Linked DNA regions of Triticum aestivum: region 1 is linked to region 2. A link is a contact called in public Hi-C data. All regions are on one chromosome and are shown on one strand. The core of a region is the stretch at or near the end of the contact, and the rest is flanking DNA. Distances in the headings are between cores, read along the strand shown. Region 1 has its middle 14 kb from the start of LOC123139897. Region 2 holds the start of LOC123139894 (OVARIAN TUMOR DOMAIN-containing deubiquitinating enzyme 12).

Region 1 (5,794 bases), core at 953-3,452, 110 kb before region 2:
ATTTCAGATATTGCCGGAGCAACTTCAAATACTAACACACCTAAATATTTCGCATCCACGTATAGTACGAGTTAGTACGGAATATTAACGGGACAACTAAAAAAAATTCAATCAGCTCACAGTTGGCCGACAGGACCCAATCAGCCCATAACTGGCCGACAGGTTCTTATCAGCCATCTGTAGGAGGACAAGTGGCCAATCAGCCTGCGGTTGGCCGACTAGGGGCCAATCGGCCTGCTGCAGGCTGATTGGATATTATTTTTGAAAATAAAAATATCGGCGTAATATTTGTGCAAATTAATAAAAAAATGTATTATTTAAAACAAATTAGCACCAACCGAGCAGGACAAGTCGCACGAGGGTGCGTGTGTAATAAATTACGTAACCAACCTGAACGGATGGAAGCAAAAAGAAGTTCATACGGGACAACAAGACGGGACGGGAGTGGGAGCAGTAGCGGTAGCAACAACAAAGCATCAAAAGCACCCATCTAGAGCCTTTATGTCTTTTTGCCAAAATGAAAAAGCTGCAAAAGCAAAAATAAAAGCCCAAATAAACAGGACCTAAGAGCATCAGCCGATCCTCTCATACCCGTCTCAAACTCTCGGAGATGCTGTCTGGTAAGTGATCGGTCACAGAAAATCGACCCAACCAAACCTCTCAAACTACAGACAAATGTTCGGCTGACCGGTACTCCTTATATCCAGCCAAATATAGGGCGGAGATGAGGCGGCCCGTGCACATCCCGGCGCGTCCGTCTGACAGACCAGGCCCAGCAAGGACCCCACAAAAAACCCCAATCCGGGCGGCGAGCTCAAATCCTAGCTCACTCTCTCCCTCTCTCGCTTCGTCTGTCTACTCCTTTCCCTCTCCGGTTCCGATCCCATCCACCACGATGAGTAGCTCCGGCAGCGAGTCTAACTAGGAGTTCGACTATGAGGAGGAGATGGCCCTCCGCATTGCGTTGGAGCGGTCGAAGGAGGAGACCAGCGACAGCTCCAGATCTGGAGCATCGCCGCACCTCCCGTGCCTGTGCAGCGCGGGCACTGGAGTTGGACCCTCCCGGCCCACCCGCAGTGACGCCCGATCAGCACAGTCAGCGTCGGCCCCGTGTAGTCTCCTTCCCCGCCGGTGCGCGGCCAGCTTTGGGTGTTTGTGCCGGGCCTCCGGCCCTCACGCGCACTCTAGAGTCGGAGGCGCGTGTCGTGCGCCACGTGAGGCAACATGCATGGGAGAGGGAGGCGGCGGAGCAGTCCGCACGCCGCCTCCGCGGGACAGAGTCAGACGCCGACGAGGACGCGCGTCTCCTCGCCTAGGTGTATCACCGCTCCCTCGCGACGGCGGAGGCGGACGCTCGCCGCCTCCGATGGAATAGCGCCAAGGCGCTCCGGCTAACTATTGAGTAGTCGGAGCGCGAGGCAAAGGAGGCAGCAGTTGAGAAGGCTCGGGTGGCAAGGCTGAAGCAGGAGCAGGACAGGGCGGTCCGCCAGATGAAGGGGCTCATCGTCCTCTTCGACTTTGACTCCGACGACGGCGACAACTGCATCTCTCCATCTGCCGACCAAGACCCTCCACCAGCCGAGGACGCCTACAGCTGTGCCGGCAACTGGAAGGACAAAGGCGCGGCGAGGAAGTGGTGATTTTGCCCCCCCCCCCTCCTCCTCATTGTTTATATCGTTTTTAGTTGTAGAAGTTTATGAACTTGTCCGTGGACGAACTATGATCTTTTGGATATGGTGAAGTATGTTATGTCCGTTTGCAGCGGATCTTGTGTTCCTTTGCAGCTCAATTTGGTTGTCTGTCGCCTGATCACATAGGATAGATCAACGTGTGTATGAGTAGTACGAATATAAGGTAATAGATATGAAGTACGCGGATGCAGAACGACAAATATAAGGGATGCCCGGTCAGTGAACGCGTCCTCGGGCGTTTTAGGAGCCGGATTTGAGTCCGGCTGTCTATGCTCTAATAAACGAGCGATCTTGGCCGTTTCGTCAAGCAGAACCATCTCAGATTTGCAAAAAAGATCTGTGATGCTGATGCTGTTATTACTTACTGTAGTGAATTAAAGAGGCATCACGTGTGCCCGGGCCCATGTGAGCAGCGGTGCTCGCCCCGATTTTGATTTCGACGGCCTTGTTCACAGGCGAGCCAGCGCCGACGACGACCAAGACTCGTTCGGGAGACTTTGTCCGCCTCTCCTCCTCTTCCCACTTGTGTGGCCTTCCTGGGGCTTCCTTCCCCCTTGCGGCTGCTCTCCTCTCCCTTTCGTTCGTCAGTAGGAGGAGAAAATATCTATCAGCCGTCCGTCCGTCCGTCCGTCCATTCCAGGTTTGACCGCTGCCTTCACTTCCGCCGTCAGTCCAGTCCACCATTACCTCGCTCTCGCCTCTTCCGCGCGTGCGCCCGCCTATCATCCATCGTGCCTCCTGGCTCCTGTCGCCTTCTCCGGAACAGCCTGAGCGGGTGATGTAGGGTCCTCCCTCCCTCTCCCTGGTGCGAACGAGGCGTGAATTTCCGGGCGAGCTCTGCTCCGCTGCATGCGCGCGCGAGGTCAGCAGCAAGGTCTGCATGCATGCATGCTTCATTCTTTTTTTTCTTTTTTTTTGCATGGGCATGCATGCTTCATTCACCGATTCACGGACCATCGGTTGAGCGAGACGCTCGACTCGACGGAGACCTCGACGAGTACAAGTACGTACGTGTACACCGCCTCAGTCTACTCTGTGGATCGTGCACGTGACTGCTCTGATGCGACCGGCCATGACCCGAACTAAAAAGGGATAGTAATTATTAGGTAAATGTTTCGAGCCGGGGCACCGGGCCGAACCTTTGGGCCGGCCGCTTCCTTCTTCCTCGTGTCTCACGCATCTCGCGCACGCAGCACCCCCACATCTCGCGCAGCTCGCGGGGGTGATCGCAGGCTGCAACCACAATTTTTCCGTCGCCGATAGCAGTTGAAGCTTTTTTGATATATGGTTGAAGCTTTCTCTGTCAACGTTTGCAACTTTTCTCTGGTTGCAGTGTCTGGTTGGGGCATTTTTGTACAACGGTTGAAGCTGTTTTCATACACGGTTGAAGCTTTTTACATCCACGCTTGAAGCTTTTTTGTAAACGTCTGAAACTTATTTCGTTTTGAGTAGCGCTTTGGTTAAAGCTCTCTCCTATCATATGGTTGAAACTTTTCCATCTAAGGTTGAAGCATTTTTGCACCAGCAGTTGCAAATTCCCCCTGTTTCGCAGTGCTGGTTGAAGCTTTTCCATCCCGGGGTTGAAGCTTTTTTTCCAGCGTTTTGCAACACAGGGCATGTGCGACGGTTCAAGCCTTGCCTCGCTTCAGTCGTGAGCTCGTCGTCGAGGGCGCGTGACCGGTGATCATCGCCACCGGAGCTCCGACCGTCGCACGGAGTAGTGGCCGTTGCCGGGGGAGCTGCAACCGGGGCACATGCTGCTGCATGCGTCCAGCCGGCGTGAAACGCAGGAGAGGGCGGCAACCGGCGGCGGGGGCGGTGACCGGCGTGGGGGCGGCGAAGCTCAGTGGTGCTTCGAGGTCGGGCGCCTCGCTCATCCACGGCGGTTAGATGCGTAGGAGGAGGAAGAAGAAGAAGCTTGGGGCGATTTTTTTTCTGGATCCAACAGCAACGCGACTCACATCAAACGACATGGGCTGGACCGGCCGAAACTTTCGGTCGACGCACCGGCGCCTATAAGCGCCCTAATTATTAACTGGATCAGCAAACCCCGGGACGAAAAAGGCGCACGGATGGATGGTTTTTTTTTTAGAACTACGTATGGATGGATTAAAGCGAGTCGGTGGATGTGGATGCATGGAGCCCGCCCGTGACGACCGTCATGGCCGGCGATGAGGTGTCGATGGCCGTGTCAGGCAGGCAGGCAGCAAAGTGCAGCGATGGAGCTGCTGTCTACGTCTCGCTCACTGTCAAGCCCAAAATTATAAAACACATGGCAAACATTTTTTAACGGCATTAAACATTTTTTCTCAAAAGATATACCTTTTTTTATACATGAGGAACATTTTCATATACTTGTTTAACATTTTTTAAATACAGAATTAAATTTTAAAAATATATGTTTTTAATGTTTACTTTCATTCAATGAACGTTGTACTTTTTTTTATAAATTAGGAGACCTTTTATACACATTTAACATTTTAAGTACATGATAAAAACTCAGAAACATTGTATAAATTTTTTGTATACACAATTAATAATTTATAAATGTTTTATTAAAAACTTTAAATTGTTTTATATGTCATTTTTTTGTAACATTTATATATAGAATGTTTGGAAGTAAAAAAGAAAAAATATATAATATAAGGTTGTGCCTGACCTCCCGCGAGCGTGGCCGGCCCAGTCTCGCGCTCGCCCAAGCGAGGCTGCCCTATATCTCGCAATAAGTGAGACATAGGCGTGCTACAGTGAGGCACGGAGATATAGTATGGTTATGCCATTTTTCAGTCTGTTTTCCTTGTTTTTTTTTCCTTTTTATCTTGTACTTTTTTTCCCAAATAACTGATCTTACTAAAAAATTGTGAACTATTTTGAAATCATGATTTTTTTTCACATCTATGAACTATTTCTAAGTTGTGAATAATGTTTAAGTTCGTAAACTTTCTTTATAATCGAGCAAAATTTGAAATTCATTATTTTGACGAATAAGTGAATATTTTTAAATTCGTGAACAAATTTTAAACTCTTGATGTATTTTGAATTCTTGAACATTTTCTTAATTTGCTAAAAACAAAAATATGAACTTTTTCGAAACTCGGGACCATTTTCTGTAATATTTTTTTTTAAAATCGCTCATGAGCATTTGAATTCTTAAATATGTTTTGAATTTATGAAACGATTTTTTATTTTCGTGAATCAGTGAAGATTTTGCGAATCAAAGAACAAGTTTTATAATTAGCAATCATTTCTTGAATTGATAAACATTTTTTGCAATTTCGGATTAATATTTTAAACTCATTATTTAATTAGAATTAGTGAAAAATTTGAATGGGAGAAATTTCTATGAAATTCGTGGAAGTCTTTGAATGCATAAACAATTTTTAAAATTTGGTAAAATTTTCAAAATTTTGAACATTTCTCATATCCAGGATCATTTTACATATTTCTTTTTGAAAACTTGGGAATGAAAATTTTTAAATTTTGTGACTGTTTTTGAAATTTGAGAATAAACTCGAAATGGTGGACATACTTTATGTTGAGAACTTTTTTTTGGAATATCCAACATTTTTACAGAAGTAAAAAAGGATAAAATGAAACAAAAGCAAGAAGAAAAAGAAAAAAGGCAGGGTTGGCTCGAACCGCACATGGGCTGGCGCAAAAGGATGCAGGGGCTGCGCCTTTACGTGTCACCCACCCATCGCCATGTGTGCTTGAGGGCAACTAGTATAGGATCTGGCTTTAAGGGAGATCTTTTTTGTTAAAATACAAAGCATGTTTAAAAATTCTGAAAATATTTGCAGACACACATCCATGCTTGATGTACAACCTCAAAATTTCAGCTTCTAATTCGACCTACACTTGTAGATACCATAAAGACAAAATCGGATGTAAATAGTGTCAAATACTATTCACCCAAAGCATTTCTTTTAGAAAAGAAGGATCATCCCGGCCTCTGCATCAGATTGATGCATGCATCCACTTTATTAAGTGAAATATCCAAAAAGTCTACGGTCCAGTACAAGCTCTATGCGAGCTGAAAAGGTAATTAAAAAGGTAAAAAGAAAAAACCGCAGCCGGTGAAAATAGGACGAGATAACTAAACA
Region 2 (5,725 bases), core at 2,217-4,716:
ACATTGAGTGTTGCTTCGGTATTCGTTTCCCATGACGGGTGACGAACAATGGAAAGGGATGCCTAAATGATGAATGGAAAAGGAAATATAATACATAAAAGTAAGGAAGAAAGCGGTGCTTCAGAAGCTAAGTATTTGTGGAGGAGAAAAACTTCCTGCCTTCGAGAAGCCATCTTACATACTCAAGCGGGATAAGAGCATCCCGAGTCGAAGCCGAAAGGCGTGTGAGGTATAGGAAAAAGGAAAGAAGCTTATGTGTTACTATTGTCACTTCATCCTAACAGGTACAATTTTATTTGTAGATAGAAGTACCTAACAATGTCTCACGTCTCAACTTTCATGCCCTTCCAAAGATGGAATATATGTAACAAAAGAGGGAAAGAGGGCAAACCGACGTGCCCACTTGGTCGGTGGGGTGTTCGGTCCCCATATGTTTATGACCATGCGAGTTATAGATAGATGCTTTAAGACCTGCTTCAACGCTGATACATATATTACCACCGCATCTCGAAGTATTCCTTTGCCGCTAACCTTTTTTGTACCGTGTCGTCCTTAGTTTAGCGCCTGGAGATGCGGATGCTCCTGGGCACGACGACACGCGCCAAAGGCCATAAAACCGTGGCACCCTGTCCCCACCATCAGTTTTCTTGAAAGCGCGAAAAGCCAAGAATGTGAAATACCAAGGAATAAACCATTGTTTTGTGAGTGTATTATGGCGCGGGTCACTCTCGGCCTCCTTAAAAAGATTGTCATCTTTTCACCTAGTAGAGTTTAAAATCCGGCATCCACCTAGAACCAGGGTTTTTCCGAAGCGCGAAAAGCCAAGAAAGTGAAGTAAGACCCATTGTTTCGTGCGTTTATTATGCTGCCGGTCACTCTCGGCCTCCCTAAAAAGATTACCATCTTTTCACCCTAAAGTCTGAAATTCCACGTCGGCCTCAAGTTTTCTAGTCCGGTCTAGTAGGTAAATAAAAATAGTAAAGAGGAGAAATTCCGTGGGGGCGGGGGGCCGCTTGGCTTTTAGCCAGCGGCGTACGAAAAGATGCCATTCCCGATGGCAGGCCCGGCCGCATCCAGGGCGCGGGGCCCGCCCGGCCCGCGGGCTGGCTGACGGCCGTCAGATTGCCGCGCAGAGCGCCGGGATAGATTCCCCTCGGAATCCGCGCGCTGCTCAGATGGGCCTGTGACGTCAACGCCCGCCCCGCTGGCCTCGCCCCCTGCCCCCGGGCGGGCCCCGGCCCGCTGACGCGATTCCACCGGTCGACGACGCCTCGATGGGACGAGCGGACTCTCCGTCCTCCTCTGCGGTTCCACCCCTGTAGTTCCCTGGAATCTGTCTTGAGTACCGTAAGTACCACTGGAGCTTAATGCGTACACGTGTTAAACTTGGCTGATGACAAGCATTATTGTATCCTATTTTTTTTAGGGGTATTGTATCCTATTGGTACATGGGCTTTCCCTTTGGTGAGCAACGTGCCCAAGTTCATGTCAAACAAAATTAGATTATCCGTGTCTCCATACACTTCCTTCAACATTTTTCAAACGCCTTCTTCAAAAAGAATATCCGAACAGTTCTTTCAACAAAGGCAGTGGCGTACAAGTATTTGTATCATGCATGCAGTATAAGCAATAGTACACTCATTAACATTGTCATAAATACAACCATACTCTTCAAGCAACTCATCTGTCCCTACGATGAAAAGCGACCGGACGAACCGAATAATCAAAATCACACATACATTCTTGACAACATTTGGCCAACTAATACTAGCTAGCGCCAACCATGGAGCCATTCGGCTTATTTTGAGTTATCGGTACCTTGTTATAACCGGCTCCGGCGCAAAGCCGGTGTGTGTTTTTTTACTAAGGACCGATCTCATTTCCCCACAAGAAATAAATACCAATTAATGAGAAAAAGTATGACAATCAATGATGTCATCGGGGCGCCAATCCTTCTTTGTTGCGCTCAACGTGTAAACAGAAACCAGAGCGTTTGAGCCATATCAAGCACGTCAGCGTCAACATCGCGCATCCTTATTCTATGTCTCTACCAGGAGGACACAAACACAACGGGTAACAACAAACCGAAAGGGCCGCCGCGGTACGTCGCGTTGTGTCGCGTCACCATCAACCGTGCACATCCCCTCTCTCAAGAAAGGAGGCTACACCAGTGTTGTTACCCTCACCGGTCCATTCCAAACCTGGTCATATTTGGCGGGGTTTTTAAGCTTCAAAAAGCCACTACCATACACCACACCATGTGTTCTTCTCAACTTCCCCAAAATTCTGATCGTTTCTTACAAAGACAAAGTAACAAATATGACGCTGCCTACAACACTCAACAATCTGGGCGTTTTCGGTGGCGCTAGCCTTGACGTGTGCGGCACTTATCTTAGATTAGAGGGTCTAATTTAATTTTTAGCATACATTCATCTTTTTGCTCCGGGTTTGGAAGGATGGCCAGATTTTTTAGCGGTACTTATACTGTCTGCAGCATTTTGAAATGCTTATCTGTTAAAAGCAAATATAAATAGTCCTTTCAATAAAGGTAGTGACGTACGTACAAGTATTTGTATCATGCATGTATAAGCAATAGTACAATCATTAACATTGTCATAAATACAAATGCACCCTTCAAGCAACTCGTTGTCCTTACCACGAAAAGCGACCAAATGAGTCGAAGAATCAAAAGTATACATACGTTCTTGACAACATTTGGCCAACTAATTCCGGCGTGCCAACGGTGGTGCCATTCGGCTTATTTGAGCTAATACCTTCTTATCCCCCGGCTTGAGCGCGAAGCCGGGATGTGCTTTATAAAAGCACCGATCTGCTAACAACACCAAATCTCATTTCCCGGCAACAAATAAAAACTGTGCCTCTTTTTTAATGAAAAAAGTTGTATCCCAATCAATGATGTCATCACCGCCCCAATCCTTCTACCTTGCGCTCAACATGTAAACACAAACCAGAGCGTTTGAGCCATGTCGAACACGTCAGCGTCGACATCGCGCGCCCTTATTCTATGTCTCCTCCACGAGGACACAACACACAACGGGTAGCAACAAACAAACCGAAAGGGCCGCCGCCGCGGTACGTCGCGTTGTGCCGCGTCGCCATCGACCGTGCACAACCCCGGACCCCTCTCTCAAGAGAGAAAGCTACATGCATCCTTGCCTTGTGGTTACCCTCCCCTCAGCAATCTGTTCCAAGCACGGTCATATTCCGCGGGTTTTTTAAGCTTCAAAAAGCCACCACCATACCATGTGTTCTTCTCCCTTGTGATGACAAGGAGCAGAGGTCATTAACTAATGTTCATTCCATGAGGCGGCCGGAGAGAAGGAAGACCGTCTTGCTCACTCCGAGGGCCTCTCACCGCAATAAGAACAAACTTCAAGGTCCTTTCTGCAAAAAGGCCACCCCCACCTCCACAACAGTACAGCGAGTACTATAAACAGCAGAGGCCGCGTGCCAGCCGAAAGAGAGCGAGTGAAGAAAAACATAAAAAAATAAAAATAAGCTCCGCCTCTGCCTCTCTCCTCCCTCGCGCTCGATTCACACCGCACCTCGCAGCGGTTCCTCCTCCTCCTCCCGGCTGCTTCCTCCTCAATCCCCCCAATCCGCCGGCCGAGGAATTCGCCCGTGCGCCAGGGCTCCCGGATGACCCCCGCCCCGACCCGCCGCTCCCCCTGCTGCTGCTTCGCCTCCTCGCTCAACCCCCCCGGAGCCGCCGCCGCCCGCTAGTCCCTCGCCGGGCGAGCAGAAGATCCGGTTTTGGCCCCCGCCTCCGCCGCCGCCGCCGCCGCCGTCGTCTTTCTGCGGAGAGCTGATCGCGGGTGGGGAGCGCGCCGAGCTCGAGGTCAGTGCGCCGAGCCTTCTCTGATTTCTGGATTTCCCCTCTCTTGTTCATCGACGCGGGCGGTTTTCAGGAGGGGAAATCGGGCCGCGATCCCGACCTTATCTCCTGGACCGATTTTATCATTATCTTGCTTTGCCGGCTGCTTTCTGTTGGATTGTTATCGAAGCCGCGTTGATCTTGTTGCGATTTATGAGCCGCTGACGACGCTCTATTTTGTCCGTCTGCCAGGCTCCAAAACTGAAGAAATTGGTTGTATGTGGTAGCTTGTGGCAGCAAAAAGGAATGCCCTTTCCCCCCTTCTTTCTTGCTCTGTAGAAATGATTTGCCCCATGAACATAAAGGAGCAAAGCCGCAGCCTTGCCTGCTAAGGTTGCTTCATCATCGTTGATGCCGCCTTTCGGGACAACACCGCCCGTTCGTTCCCTCGTTTTCTCACTGGACGAGGCTTTCTTGTTGGATTATTAGTATTATTACTATTATAGTCGTGCAACTTTTCCGCCATTTTTCCTCGTGAGGCGGCCACTAACTCTGCAGGAATAATAATAGTCTTGCAACTTTTCCACCATTATTTCTCCTGTTGACGCAGCCACTAACCCTGCAGGAAAACAGGGTTGCCAGATACAGTTACCCATATCTCTTGTTAATAATCCGTGTTTTGTTATTACCAGTTTAGATATATCTTTTTTTAGCGGACAGCAGTAGGTGAGGCCCTCATTTCGCAATCCACACCGAGCACGTCAGCCGTTCGTATCAGAGAAATTAAGGTGGATATCGCCTGCAGTTAGTTCGCTCTCCCTGAACGGCCTCTCGGGCATAATCGGCAGTTAAGACGCAATCCACTATTTTAAGGCTGCTACAGAAAGCGTCTGATTGGATTATGGGACTGTTCCAGCTTTTCTTGTTTTCATAACGTGTGATGGGAGTAATCATATTGGGTTGTTCAATCAGCCTTTGATTTGATCTTGCATGTTATTAGGTTGTTGATTTGGTTGCTTAGACTGATAATAAGTTGTGCTAATAATATCTTATAATGTGGTAGTGGTCCCAGGAGGGGGAGGATTGCGTACTAATCTGTTGGTTTTCTCCGATCTGTCGTAATCGTGACTAGTGTATCGAACACATTTAGTGAGGGTGCTCCTAACGTGACGGCTCGGATCATTCATTTATGTCGAGTCTCTCACCAGTCCTTGACTTTGTTGCAGCCGCGCAAAATTAGCCGTGTATCGCGCATTTCCTGTTCTTCTTTTGGTGTCCATTCCCTTATGCTAAAATCACTGAATCTACTTGGTAGGGGCAGTGCTTTTGACAGAGAATTTGAGCCCCACGGATGAGCATGTGTGAGAAAGATCAAAATTTCCACTGGGCCTACGACCTTTTCCATGACCCCTTTGCCGCTCCCAACAGCTACTACGGACATCCTAATGGTTACAGTGACAGCAGCTATTGTGACTACAATTATGCTAGAGGTAGTTTTGTGGAACGTCGTGCAATTCTTTTGTGCAAAACTCATGAAAAAAAGAAGGCAGTATTCCTCATGTGTATGTTTTTTTGGTTCTGCAGATGCATCGCATCCCGATGAGACATATTTGCATTCCTCCGCACTTACGTGTGATATGTACAACCCACAAGTAGGCATGTACCATCCTGGTAGTGAAAATATCCATGGTCTGATTCAGCCCTTCACCTTTCGCGGTTTTGCTATCCCTCCTAATGTATTTTGTGTGTTCCAGGAAATGTTGGCGGGCAGGAGCATGAGGCAGTCTACGTAGATCCGTCTAGTTCCTCTTCATACCCTGAGAGTGACGATTGTTTTGAAATGGAGGAAGAAGTAGGGAAGAGATTTTACCCCATGGTCCCAGTTCCCGT

The links. Hi-C and Micro-C count contacts between places; a contact is called where the count stands out from the background.
Region 1: a Hi-C map of leaf shows a contact between it and region 2, with 5 times the contacts expected there. The contact joins the enhancer-like site here to the promoter of LOC123139894 in region 2. A contact is called at or near these places in 3 of 5 Hi-C or Micro-C datasets (all in leaf).

The regions. Positions count from the first base shown.
Region 1 is chr6B:712,482,174-712,487,967 of IWGSC CS RefSeq v2.1, reverse strand. No RefSeq gene overlaps it. Among protein-coding and RNA genes, the nearest start is that of LOC123139897, 14 kb to the left of the region's middle. Within about 2 kb of position 2,202, at least 2 of the 8 cell types and tissues checked have an H3K27ac peak or open chromatin away from gene starts, as enhancers often do. A contact at or near this core is called in leaf, where this site is marked.
Region 2 is chr6B:712,370,617-712,376,341 of IWGSC CS RefSeq v2.1, reverse strand. LOC123139894 (OVARIAN TUMOR DOMAIN-containing deubiquitinating enzyme 12) reads left to right here and starts at 3,466. Exons shown (of 11, transcript XR_006469687.1): 1 at 3,466-3,859; 2 at 4,088-5,325; 3 at 5,420-5,524; 4 at 5,590-5,723.